Linked DNA regions of Zea mays: region 1 is linked to region 2. A link is a contact called in public Hi-C data. All regions are on one chromosome and are shown on one strand. Each heading gives the region's core, a stretch centred on a gene start, on an enhancer-like site or on the middle of the called end of the contact. The rest is flanking DNA. Distances are from core to core; before and after follow the strand shown.

What was found. Hi-C and Micro-C count contacts between places; a contact is called where the count stands out from the background.
Region 1: a contact with region 2 is called in a Hi-C map of leaf, with 5 times the contacts expected there. The contact joins the promoter of LOC103640934 here to the enhancer-like site in region 2. A contact is called at or near these places in 2 of 25 Hi-C or Micro-C datasets (ear and leaf).

The regions. Positions count from the first base shown.
Region 1 is chr10:21,660,958-21,667,273 of Zm-B73-REFERENCE-NAM-5.0, reverse strand. LOC103640934 reads right to left here and starts at 4,513. Exons shown (of 7, transcript XM_008664381.3): 1 at 4,125-4,513; 2 at 2,489-2,779; 3 at 2,282-2,387; 4 at 1,097-1,220; 5 at 273-1,004. The coding sequence starts at 2,681.
Region 2 is chr10:21,487,219-21,493,339 of Zm-B73-REFERENCE-NAM-5.0, reverse strand. No RefSeq gene overlaps it. Among protein-coding and RNA genes, the nearest start is that of LOC103640934, 170 kb to the left of the region's middle. Within about 2 kb of position 1,334, at least 9 of the 20 cell types and tissues checked have an H3K27ac peak or open chromatin away from gene starts, as enhancers often do. A contact at or near this core is called in leaf, where this site is marked.

The DNA of each region.
Region 1 (6,316 bases), core at 3,264-5,763, 170 kb before region 2:
TTGCTCAAATAAAACTACACAACAATTTACTATATAAAGTAGTTCACAGTAGCAGTAAGAAATGAATCATAGGCATAAGATGCCAACTACTAAGTATTTTGAGTAGAAAAAATACACCAATTGACTAAGATCAACATGAGAAAATTAATGTATGCTGAGTGTCAGAATTTACCAAATCAACTGCTAATTACGTAATACAAGAGATGCTTGCAAGACATGAGAAAATATTCAATTATTATTGTATAAAAACTAAAAAGAAGAGAAATGCTTACCATCAACCAAAGTGCAGAGTCAAATGTCCGCTTTGGGACAGAACTAGGTGTGAAATTTTTGGACAGATTCTTTGATGGTGCCATGGTTCTGGTTTTCATTACAACCAAGCTCTTTTTCACAACTGGGCTACTGGAGTAGCTAATTGGTACAGACTGCATAGAATCCAGATCATCCTCACCAGATGATGTTGCAGAAGCTTTGCTGTAAGAGCTCATTCGGTCCCGTTCAATGCTGTGAGATGAACTGGCTCTTCTAGGTGGGGTAGGAGACATTGACTGTCTTCTAGATCTTGAACCTTTTTCTAGTCCACTAAAAGATGAAGGTGATCCACCCCTTGACCGGCATACTGGACGATCAGTTAGAGATGTGCGAAGGTTCGAAGGCGCATCGTAAGGGAAACCAGGAACGTTTGATTGCCATCCATGCAGCTTTTGTGAAGATCTGTGATTAGGTTTCACTGGTGAAGCTCCTCTTGTTTCATTCAAAGTTGGGCGACTTGAACCAGTACTCATCCTTCTTGAGACAGGACTTGGAGACCTTCGAGGAGGTGTTAATGTCTTAGCAATCGGAGGGGCTGACGATCTTTGTGATGGCATTTGTGTTTGAACAGCAAGTGGTGGGCTAGAGCGAGAAGCTGAACTAGATGATCTTGTCCTTCCCATAGAGCGTGGAGATGGGCTAAGCCTGCTTGGGCTTGCACTGCTTCTACTAGCTCTTTGACTATTATCCATCTGCATATGAATACAGCAGAATAGATTTGATACATAATGGATGCAACCTAATACAGTTCTTGGAATAAACCCCTCTGGAAATAAGCACTCACCGTGGATGACCTTGAAGTTTGTACAGGCTTGCTCTGAGCTCTGCCCCTAGAAACCTGAGTGATGGATTGGTTTTCTTCATCATCCAAAGATCGAAAAAGCGGAGTTTCTGGAGGAGTTAATAACCTGATAATTTGAAAATTTGCTCAAGGTCAAGGCATTACCCTGCACCAAGATATGAACACTTACATAGAAGTGCAAGCATAGGAAGTATTATTAAGTTTAGAACCACAAATTGCATTTTCTGTAGGGGGAGGGGGGCGCAGACCCAGTGCCGGAGGCTCTCACATGAGTGGGGTCTGGGGAAGGGATAAATCGAGGCAAGCCTTCACCCGCAAATGCGGAGAGGCTGCTTCAAACCCATGACCTATTGACTCAGTGAGACAGCTCTCACATTGCACCATGTCTGCCCTTTTTCTGTAAGACAAATTAAATAGACATTTAGACAGAGTCATGCTACTGATTTTTCTAAGCAATGATTTAGCATCATACATTCATACTTACCCATCCAAAGAAGTACAAGAAAAGTAGCCAGTAGGTCACCATATCATTTTTAACATTCTTCGAACATGAAAGGTACATTTGCCATTTTTCCAATGATACTCCATGTTTTAGGCAATGAAATACTCTAGCTATTATGAAATAATTAATACATAATACATCAAATAGAATGCTTGCAAAAGGGTTATTGACTAATTCATACTAACATAATATGGAATCACTTCATATACAGGTCAAACAGTATAAGAAATCCCAGTGTTAACTGGTATGCATCAAGAGTGCTTAGTGATAAGAAAGAGAAATACAAGATAACAATGTGACTTTTTCTACAAATATTTGAAGATTCACCACTGTTCCTTTCAATGTAAAACAGGATTGAAACAGGACTACAGAATAACAATGTGAGCCTTTCTTATCGAAGCAACAACCTTACAAGTTGTGGTCGGGATTCAGACAAGAATCTACATAGAATTACCAGATTTGTAAGAACTGAGCCTCGTCCCTCATGAAGGAAACAAGAACTCAATCCATAATAATTAAATATCAATGAGACAAACATTACATGACAATGTACGATGCAAGGCAGATGGTTCATAAAGTAATTGTGCAGGTAAGCAAGGCAAGGCTACAGCAACTATCTACCATTTCAAACAAGACATATAAAATGTATACTCAAGTTTGCATACCACTCATAATCATTTTTATTGTCGTCCGCATTTAGCAAATTGTGGCTTTCTCCATGGGCAGGAATGTTAACACCAAGTTTTACTTCTGGGAAATAGCTCAGTTTTGCTGATGGATGGAAAGAAATAAATTAAAAATGGTAACAAAAAATATATATAACACTATGGGACTGTATGGAAAGGGAGGAAGATGAAATTTACAAGCACTACCGATTGAGTCGTCAAAATCTTCTGACGGTTCCAGTAAGAAGTTCTCCGTCTCAACTTTCTGCATATCAGAGAACAAAGCGAGTTCATCATCCTTCGATTTCACAGGAAGCACATTCCCGAAACTGTTGTTCCTCTTGTGATAAGTCTCCCATGCAGGAGACCTTGATCTCCTTGGTGAGGGTGACAGTGGCATTTTTCCTGGCCTCTTAAGCGTGCTACCCTTCTTTCAGGGATAGCAGAATGCAGTCAAATTCCATCCAGAACCAGAACAGATGGAACATGTATCATGGCCTACAATATATGGTAGTGTTAATAAAGAACTGAAACATGTCCAAATGCACCAACTTATCATAACTTTTGTAAATGTGTACAAAACAAATGATAAGGTACGAAAATGGAAAATGTATGAAAATAAATGCAGTGTCGCTCTAATCATGCATTACACAAAAATAACCAATTCAGCGTACCACCATCAGAAATAGCCCATCCAATTGCACCAACAGAGCAACCTACCAATACAAGCAATAAAAGTGTGGAAAGGCCACTAGATGAGTTGGTTATATGGTCTGAGTAGCACTCCTCAAGTCCTAAGTTCGACTCTACCTGGGAGGGTTGCTATGTATGGGTGAGACAGGAGTTTGGGGTTTTCTCGACTAGCGTGAAAAGTTCTTCTTAATATATAATACCTAGGGGTTGTCTTACCCCACAAGTCGATTTTTTTTGCATTGAAAATTATAAAACAGAATAAACCAAAGGGGAAAAAAAGGCCACGAAAAGGCACACAAAGTTGAAGCTACCATTATTTCTACCACTTGAAGTACGAAAACTGCCAAAACCACCACATATGGGCGAAAATATGTACCAATTAGCAGAATTTGCTAACGCAATGAGGTATTCCTGGCATCTTAGTGCATCAAATGTAATATCGATAAAAAAAAAGTCAATAGTAAGTCTTCAAAAGAGTCAGCAACAATTGATTAGACAAGTTCCCCAAAGTCGCTTATGGACAACAAAAGTGTCTCCAGAAAACCTAAAACTTCATATTCAATTGAACTATTAAACACGCTCCACTCGTCCCGTGTTAGAGCTAAATCACCAAGCAATTTGGAGGGAATAACATTTCGTACAAGCCAGCATGATAACAAATCGAAATTAGACCTAGCAGAAAATCAAACAGCACAAATTGAGCTCAAACTCAACCTTGCAACATATCCATTTGCAACCTTGCAGCATATATCCCTCCAACGGGTCGTGACGCATGTATTTCTAGTCCAAAACCGAATCTAGACACCAGAGCAACACAACACGAGTTCAATTCTACTAGTATCCCAGCAAGCAACGTGCTCCCAGAACCATAAACTAGAAAATCATGTGCCCAAAAATGATTCGAAAACTGAGAGTCTGAGAGCAACGAATTGGACCCAGAAGCTAGCAGTTTATGAACAACCAACCCCCGAAAGCCATCCAGGATGGCGCTAATTTGGCGAAGACCCAAATCCCATGCCCCACATTTCTCCTCCCAGGCCACCCAAACAAAATTAAGAACAAATCATTCACCTCATTAAAAATGAAAAACAGGAAGGAGCTCGGCAAGACGCATTTCCACCTCATTTAAAATGAAAAACATGCTACCCACCCGCATTCCACCGCCGCCTTCGATTACCGGCGCCCTCCGTCCGCCGGCAGTCCGCTCCACCAGCCGCTCCGGCCCCCGCGCCCCACGATATCCAGCCGCGGGCACGAGCCCCGAGGCAGATCCAGCTTCCGACCCGAGCGCGGTGGGGGTCCCAGTCGTCTCGCGGAGCGCTTCTCTCCTCCGCTCCCGAACTCGCGCTCGCCTCGGCCTTAAGGGCTCGATGCGTCGCGAGCGCCTGAAGAGTTGCCGCGGGTAGAAGCAAAGGAGCTCGCTAGCTTCGGTTGCCTTGCAGCCTGCGCTCGTCGTGCGTGCGCTTCGCTGGAGGAGCAGAGAGGGAGGCGGTGGACTGGGGGAGAAGTGGCTTTTGTTTTTCTATTTTCGTTGGCGTTATTTCCTTTTTGGTTTATTTGGAGTTAAAAAGGGAAAAGATGATTAGTTGAGGATTAGGGGTAAGGTGGCATGGTGTAGACGTGTAGTGTGGACAGGCGTTTAAATTACGGCTTTGTCCCTGGAAGGGATTAAGAAATAGGAGTACTATGTGGCTGGGTTCCCTTGATCCCTTCCTTGCTGTTTGGCTGGACGGCCAGCAAATTTAGCATAGCCAATTATTAATTAATTCATATAGAGAAATACTCCCTCCAATTTTATTTACGTATCACATTAGCTTTGTTTTATTCTAGGGGCATTCTATTTTTTTGCCACTTTACTGTAACAGTCATTTAATATGTGTCACTGACATAGCAAATTATTTGCCACAAATCTCCAAATAATGTAATTTTTCTTTTATTCTAAGTTAAACATGGCTATCTATTTCAAAAAAATACGTATAATTTCAAATATAAGAATTACAGATTATAAAAATATTCCTCGTAGTGAATATAACAATAAATACTATATCATACATTTATATTTTATGAAAAAGTATGCTAAAAATTTTAATTTAGCACAAGAATAATACGACACGTAAATAAAAATAGAGAAATACATTTAGGTTTTGTTTTTTACAAGATTAGTTTTTTAAAAGGAAAATCAATCATATTTTTACACTGTACATTTGGGTCGGGTACTCGGGTCTGATGGACTGGTCCAAAACACGAAAAAAGCACTGCACAATTTAGAATAATTTTGGGGCGAGGCGATTCGAAAATTATGCATCGGGCTCTGTTTGAACCGAGATCGTGGCCTACAGGCGAGCACGAGCACAATCATTTACATAGGCACGAAGTAGCCCATTTACTGGCACGAAAAGGCCTATATTCATTTGGCCATATGCTATTAATCATGGAAATCATCTGCTCCAATTTAGCTAGCCATATGCTAATTTATGGAGATGAGGTGTCAACCACTCATTGGTTTCTTTGTTCTTTAATTATTTTTGAATTATGAAGCTTGAAATGTTAATGTCTACTAAACGATACGTGTGTTTTGAATTTCGGGTTTTGATGTGAATTTCGGACTTTGATATGAATTTTGTACTCTACATGAATTTTAGGCCAGAATTTGAATTTTAGACTTTTTATAATTTTGGACCACCCAAAATAAATTTGGTCCATTTACTAATAATGTGTCGTACCGTAGACCGAGGGCTAAGTACGTAGGCTGGTCCGACACGGCCGGTAATCGTAATAGTTGGCACGGTAGCTCAACGAGACAAGTTTAAAAAGGTTTTTTTGTTATAGAGTCGAGCGACCCTAATACTTTCTCTATGCACAAAACAAGAATGTAATGTAGAAGTTGTGTTAGTCGAGATAGTTTAAATTTAACTAAAATTATAATTAATCTATGAATGTATAATTAACCAAAACAACAATGTAAGTAGCATTTGTATATTTAGTAAAGTTTATTACAAAAATATATTTAAAACATATTTGATAGTACTTATTTTGTATCATGAATATTTAGCACTTTTGTAACTTTAGTAAAAAAATAAATCGTTTGATTTCTCAAAAGAGGAGGATTGCGTTTTTAACCAAGAGAGTATAAGGTTATCTCTAGCAGATCGTACATATTGTTGGTAAAACATTGTTTTGAACTGTAGACTATGTTCATACAATGAAGTTTTAAATAGAAAATAGGATGAGAAATAGAATGTGCAAGGTGTTGGAGACATCCTAAAGAGCCAAATCAAGCTTATTGAGTTGGTCTAAGTTGGTATTTATGTCAACAAGTATGCATAAGAACCCCCTAATCTT
Region 2 (6,121 bases), core at 85-2,584:
CATGCCTCAAACAATACTACTGCCAGCACTACATTGGATTAGGGCTCCGGCCCGGACCACTATAACCCATCGTCTCAGATCCACCTTCAAGGCCCCCGTAGCTCACCATTCGAAGTGAGTCCGCGCTAGCACCCTGCCGAACATAAATCTTATTGTCCTCCGGTTTTAGAAACCACGACACATATTTCTTTATAAATGAAGGTACATACAAGGGTATGTTTGGATCACAGGAGCTAAAGAAAAAGTAACTAAATTTTAGTCATTGAGAATCTAAAAATCTAAACAGGAAGTGCTAGAAGTAACTAAATTGATTTTTTTTACCATTTTAGTCACTCTGAGCTAGAGAATAATAAAGTGGAGCTCTGTCAAATGTGCCATAAACTTTAGCCACTTTTGTTTTAGCTCGTGGGATCCAAACATGCCCAAAATAGTTATGCGAAGCCATATTTCTTATAATTAGCACAATAGACATGAGCACGTGCACAAATTAGACATTGTTCGAATTAAGACTGTATGAACCTAACATCACAGTAGGCCATTATTCATAAATAAATGGTGAAGTTGCAGGCTAACCACAGTCCACAGTTTCCACACAAAAAAAACATATATCATACATATATCTAATTAAGTCGGTGTTTTCCTGGGAAAAGAAAAATGTCAGAGTACGACGAGCACAAAACAAGTCCACAACAAACATCGTATCATTGGAACAAGGTGGTGACGATGTTCTGTCAGTTGAGGTCGTTGAAATGTTGTTTTTTATGGCATGGGCGCATGGCATACCAAGTCTACAAGCTAGTGACCGTGGAGTGAACAGACATGTTTGTTTATAGATGAGATGATTGCGAGACATATTAGCTATGCTTTGTTATTAAGTACTACTCCTCTTAATGAGTTATCATTTTTTTGTTTGTTTTATTACTTAAGGTAGTTTATGTTTGACTTAAAATTTTATATTTTTAAATAAATATTTTGAATAATGCGAGTGGTCAAAGTTTTCTAAAAAAAATCAACGATGTCATATATTTGTTGAACTAAGAAGACAGTAGCTCATAGAAGCCGCAGCCGGTGTGGAACTTCCATACTGCAAAACAAATCAGCGAAGGATTGCTACTAAACAATTTTGTATTTTAGTGCAATTCAAATAGAAATAAAATTGGCCGCACCGAACGGCTAAACGCTCAACGTAGCTACCAACTCCCTGTGCTGACAGCAGCCAATCCCATGGGTCCCGCTTGTCATGTGCAGAGCAAAGTAGTTGTAGTTGCAGCAGCAGCATAATATTAATCCATACTGCTGATCCATGCTGTCTAAATGCGACAGCAATATATATATGCGGCTGTCGTACGTAGCCTGGGTTGCCCTCCTCTTTTTCCTCCGACAGAGATGCTACGCCAACAGCTCCACTCCGTCCGTGTCATTAATACAGATATTTCTTTCATAGCTGTACTTGTAATCGACAGTTGAAGGGAAACAATGAGACATAAATCCAATAATATGGTACTGAAAAAATTTATAAAAAAAAACATCAGGAAATGGTAGGAATTTGTCAACTGGCAATCATGCAATCCTACTTCCAGCACAGCTCAAGTTGACGTCGGCATCTCAGTCACATGTCCTCTAACAGAACCGCGCTTACCAGAATCATAGAATCAACCTGATCAAATAAGACGATGAAGCTATAAAATTCGTACCACAAATCCATGATTTCAACAAACGCTCGATCGTTCGCGAAAAATTTCGCAGAAGCCAATGATCAGCTGTTTCGGGGGGGAAATAAAGAAGAAAAGCTCAACGGTGTATCAGCTAAGCTATAATAATGAGGATAACCTTACAGTAGTTGATCCATCGCAATCGCAGGTACCATTGCGAAAGCTGCAAGTTAGAAACATGGAGCCCTGCACTGTACGCCTTAACCGAACCGCATGAGTAAGACGCCTCAATTCTTTTTAAAAGAGATAAACCCAGCAACAGCCGACTAATAAATTATGTATTAATATAATCACAAAACAGATAAACACTGTTAAGAATATGCTGCCGAAAGCAATGGGAAAATGAATCTCCCGTTGGTAACATTAGACCTTCTCCAACACGTCCCCTCCAGCTGCTCCCCCCATTCGTTTTCGGTCTTGCTGGGTTGCACAAAATTCTATACGATTAAAATGATTAAATCTCTTTCTATTTAATTTTGATTAACAGAGGATCTAATATCCTCCTATTTCCTTCGATCTACTTCTAACCTAACAACAAAGGCCTTTAGCGTGTATGACAGCTCTTTTTTTTAGACGCGCAGGAGAACTGCGCCCCATTATATATTAAGCAGAAGAAAATAGATAAAAATAGAAAAAAAAACTATGGTTTACCGACAAAACCTCCTTACGCAGGCCAGAAACAGGCATACAAATATAGATCCATAAGGGATCAAAAAACATACTACTCAAACTTCCTAAGTCTCTGGTGCAGCCAAATGAACAAGGCCTTTTGCACCAGCTATTTCCCATTTTCTTCTTTCCTCATCCGCAGCTCTGAGACTTAAGGACAAACTTGGATTGCATCCATCAAAAATGCAGTTATTTCGGTGATTTCATAAAGTCCAAGCTCCCAAAATGATGAGAGAGTTAAGGCCCTTTTTGTGAGTCCAATAGCTGCTCCCCCCCCCCACTTCCCACCATCTCAGGAAGGAGTTTGCAGTTGGCTGTGGTGCAAGTGAATGAAGACCAAATTTTCTAAGTAAAAGGTACCAGAGTTCTCGTGAGAAGGAACATTGTACAAGGAGGTGGTCTATAGTTTCTTCCTCTTGATCACATAAAAGACACTTATCTGGATGATTTAGGCCTCGCTTTGCCAATCTATCAGCTGCCCAACACCTCTTATGAGCAACCAACCAAAGGAAGAAGCGACATTTGGGCAATGCCCAAGACTTCCAGATTCTTTTATAGTGTCCAAATGACACAGATCCTAGGAACAGACCTTCATATGCTGATTTGGCTGAGTATACACCATTCGAGGCAATACTGAAGATATGCATGTCTTCAACCTCCGGCTGCAGCTCGATGCCAGAAATCAATTCCCAAAGCTGAATGTAATCTGTCAAAACCCCCACTGACAAGGCTCCTCTGATGTCAGAAATCCATTTGGCACTAACAATTGCTTCCTGGACTGTCCTACAATTAATTAGCCGCTTCGGAATTGCGCCGATCAGCCTTGGAAACAGATCTGCAATTCTTTTTCCATTCAGCCATTTATCCTTCCAGAATTTGGTATTGATTCCGTTCCCCACTTCAGTGGTCACTACTTCAGAAAAGAAGGCTCTAGCCTTTTTTGGGACTTGTATTTGAAGCCCAGACCAGGGGCGAGAGTGATCAGTCTTTTGTAACCAAAGCCATCTTAGTCAAAGTGCCCAACATAATTCTGGAAAACTAGAAATACCAAGCCCACCAAGCTTTAGGGGGCGGCAAACTTTTCCCCAGGCAACAAGACAATGACCACCTTTAGCTTCTTTGCGGCCTCTCCATAGAAAACCTCTTCTAATTTTATCAATAGCATCCAAACCCCACTGTGGGATATCTACTGCCATTGCTAAATATACTATCATGCTAGTAAGAACATGCTGAACTTGCACTCTTCTTCCAGCCCGTGTCATTAAGTCCGCCTTCCAATTAGGAAGCTGATCAGCTATTTTATCCACAAAAGGTTGGAACTGCTGCCTTGTTAGCTTGTGTAAGGATAAGGGGAGCCCCAAATACCGACAAGGAAAGGTTGATATTTCACATGGCAGCAAGGATTGGACTTCGAGCAGAACCTCCTCAGAGCATCTAATCGGATACACATTTGACTTTTGCACATTATTGTGTAGCCTAGAGGCGTCTCCAAACAAATGAAGAATGCTAAGAGTAAGGTCTATATCTGTCGGTGTTGGGCATAAGAAAAGGACCACATCATCAGCATACATGGAGACTCTATGGAGCTTTTTTGAACTAGAAAGCTGCTGAAGCAAGCCATCATTTTCTGCCTTTGAGAACATGTAGACAAGGACATCCATAACTAAAATAAATAGCATGGGAGAGAGAGGGTCTCCCTGTCGAAGTCCCCTGCGGTGCTTAATATGACGACCTGGAAATCCATTTAAAATAATCTGAGTAGAGGAGGTGGTCAGAAGACCACATATCATATCCGTCCAAATCTGCCCGAAACCTAACTTCTTCATCACCTCGATCAGGAAAGGCCAAGAGACAGAATCAAAAGCTTTTGTAATATCTAATTTCAACAGCAAGCTGGCCTTTTTTGTTGATGCAGCTGTCTGGAAGTTTGTTGAACCAGCATGAAATTGTCTTGAATGAACCTCCCTTTTATAAATGCGCTCTGATTCGGTGACACCATCTCATTGAGCTTGCTGGCCAATTGTTGACACCTTTTCGGAGGCGCCAATCACTCAAAAGAACCAGCGGCGGTGCTCTCTGGTCAGGCGCGGACGGTCCGCGGCTTGGGGCCGGACGGTCCGCGACCTGGCGCGAGGCGGCGGTACTCTCTGGTCAGACGCGGACGGTCCGCGACACAGGGCCGGACGGTCCGCGACCTGGTGCAGGAGCTCGGGTTCCCTGCCTGACGGCTGGACGGTCCGCGCTCTAGGGCCGGACGGTCCGCGCGTGCGTAGGGGCGGCGGAAGATCGCCGGCGGCGCCTGGATCTCGCTCCCGGGAGGGACCCCGTCGGGGAGGAGAGATCCTAGGAGTTGTCTAGGCTCGGGCCGGCCGACCTAGACTCCTCTAATCGACGTAGAGTCGAGGAGAGGCAGAGAATTTGGGGATTGGAATACTAAACTAGGGCTAAACTAGAACTAGACTAGAACTACTCCTAATTGTGCTGAAAATAAATGCGAGATAGAAGTTGTATTGGTTCGATTGTTGGGGCTTTAATCGGCCGTAGCCCTTCATCTATATAAAGGGGGAGGTCTGGATCCGTTTCCAACTGTTTCCCGAGTTAATCCCGCGGTTTTAGGTAACAAATCCCGCGAGAAACTAGGAACCCTAACTGACTCTGTGCGCGCGCGGACCGTCCGCGCCACCACCGCGGACAGTCCGGACCGCGGACCGTCCGGCCTCAGGGCCGGACCGTCCGCCAGGCTCTTTTTAGCCTCCAACATATGCCCCCCTGCCTTTTGGTGCAGTTTGATGAACCAAAAGCATATGAACTAAACCTGATGTAAGTCATCGGCTTTTCAAAATAGAGATCATTCAATAAAGCACCAATGTATAAAGGTCGTTTTGGATTGTATCTTTCTCGGCCATGACCATTTGATCAATGGATCAAAATGAATAGAATGGAGGTGCCCCCCAGCCTGGATAGACAAAGGGACTATACATGTACCATAGATTCATCGTCATGCCATTCCATGTTTGAACAGGATAATATACCGACGATGAGTAAATAGGTGGAAAGTACCCTGGTCTCATAGAATGAATAGGCGATGCTTGTTGTGTCGCCTTTCGGGTCGTTTTGTTTGACCGTTTTGTTTTAGCAGGTGACCGGGGTTTCTTTGTTGACCGATCACGTGGAACAGTCTTTTTGCTAGTATTTTTGGAGAGCAACTGATCAAAAGTAGGATCGGCTTTGATCAGCCGATTATATGTGCTTTGACCTTGCGTCTTTTTCCTTGCTTTGTGTAGAGGTTGACGCCTTTGGTCATAGGTGGACTGTCCGGCTGAGTTAGCCGGACCGTTTGTCTGAGCACCGGATTGTCCACACGTAGGTGTCGGACCATCTACGATGCTGGGGCTAGGCTGATGTGTTTGGTTTATTAACTGTGCCTGCCCCCCGGCGTCTTCGGACCTTTTAGCCTTCACGTCCGAAGCCTTTCGAGCAATCTCCTTTTGTGATATATCTGACATGCGAGGATTGCTGATGACGATGCCCTTGCCTTTGCCTTTATCGGCCATTTCGGGCCGAACCAAGACCTTTTTGCATGTGAGTTCTATTGTATTAACAGGAAAGGGTTGTGTGTCTACTTGCATCTCCTGAAAAGCCAATCGACCCTCATTTATGGCCGATTGTATCTGTCGACGAAAAACATTACAATCATTGGTGGCATGAGAAAAGGAATTATGCCACTTACAATAAGCACG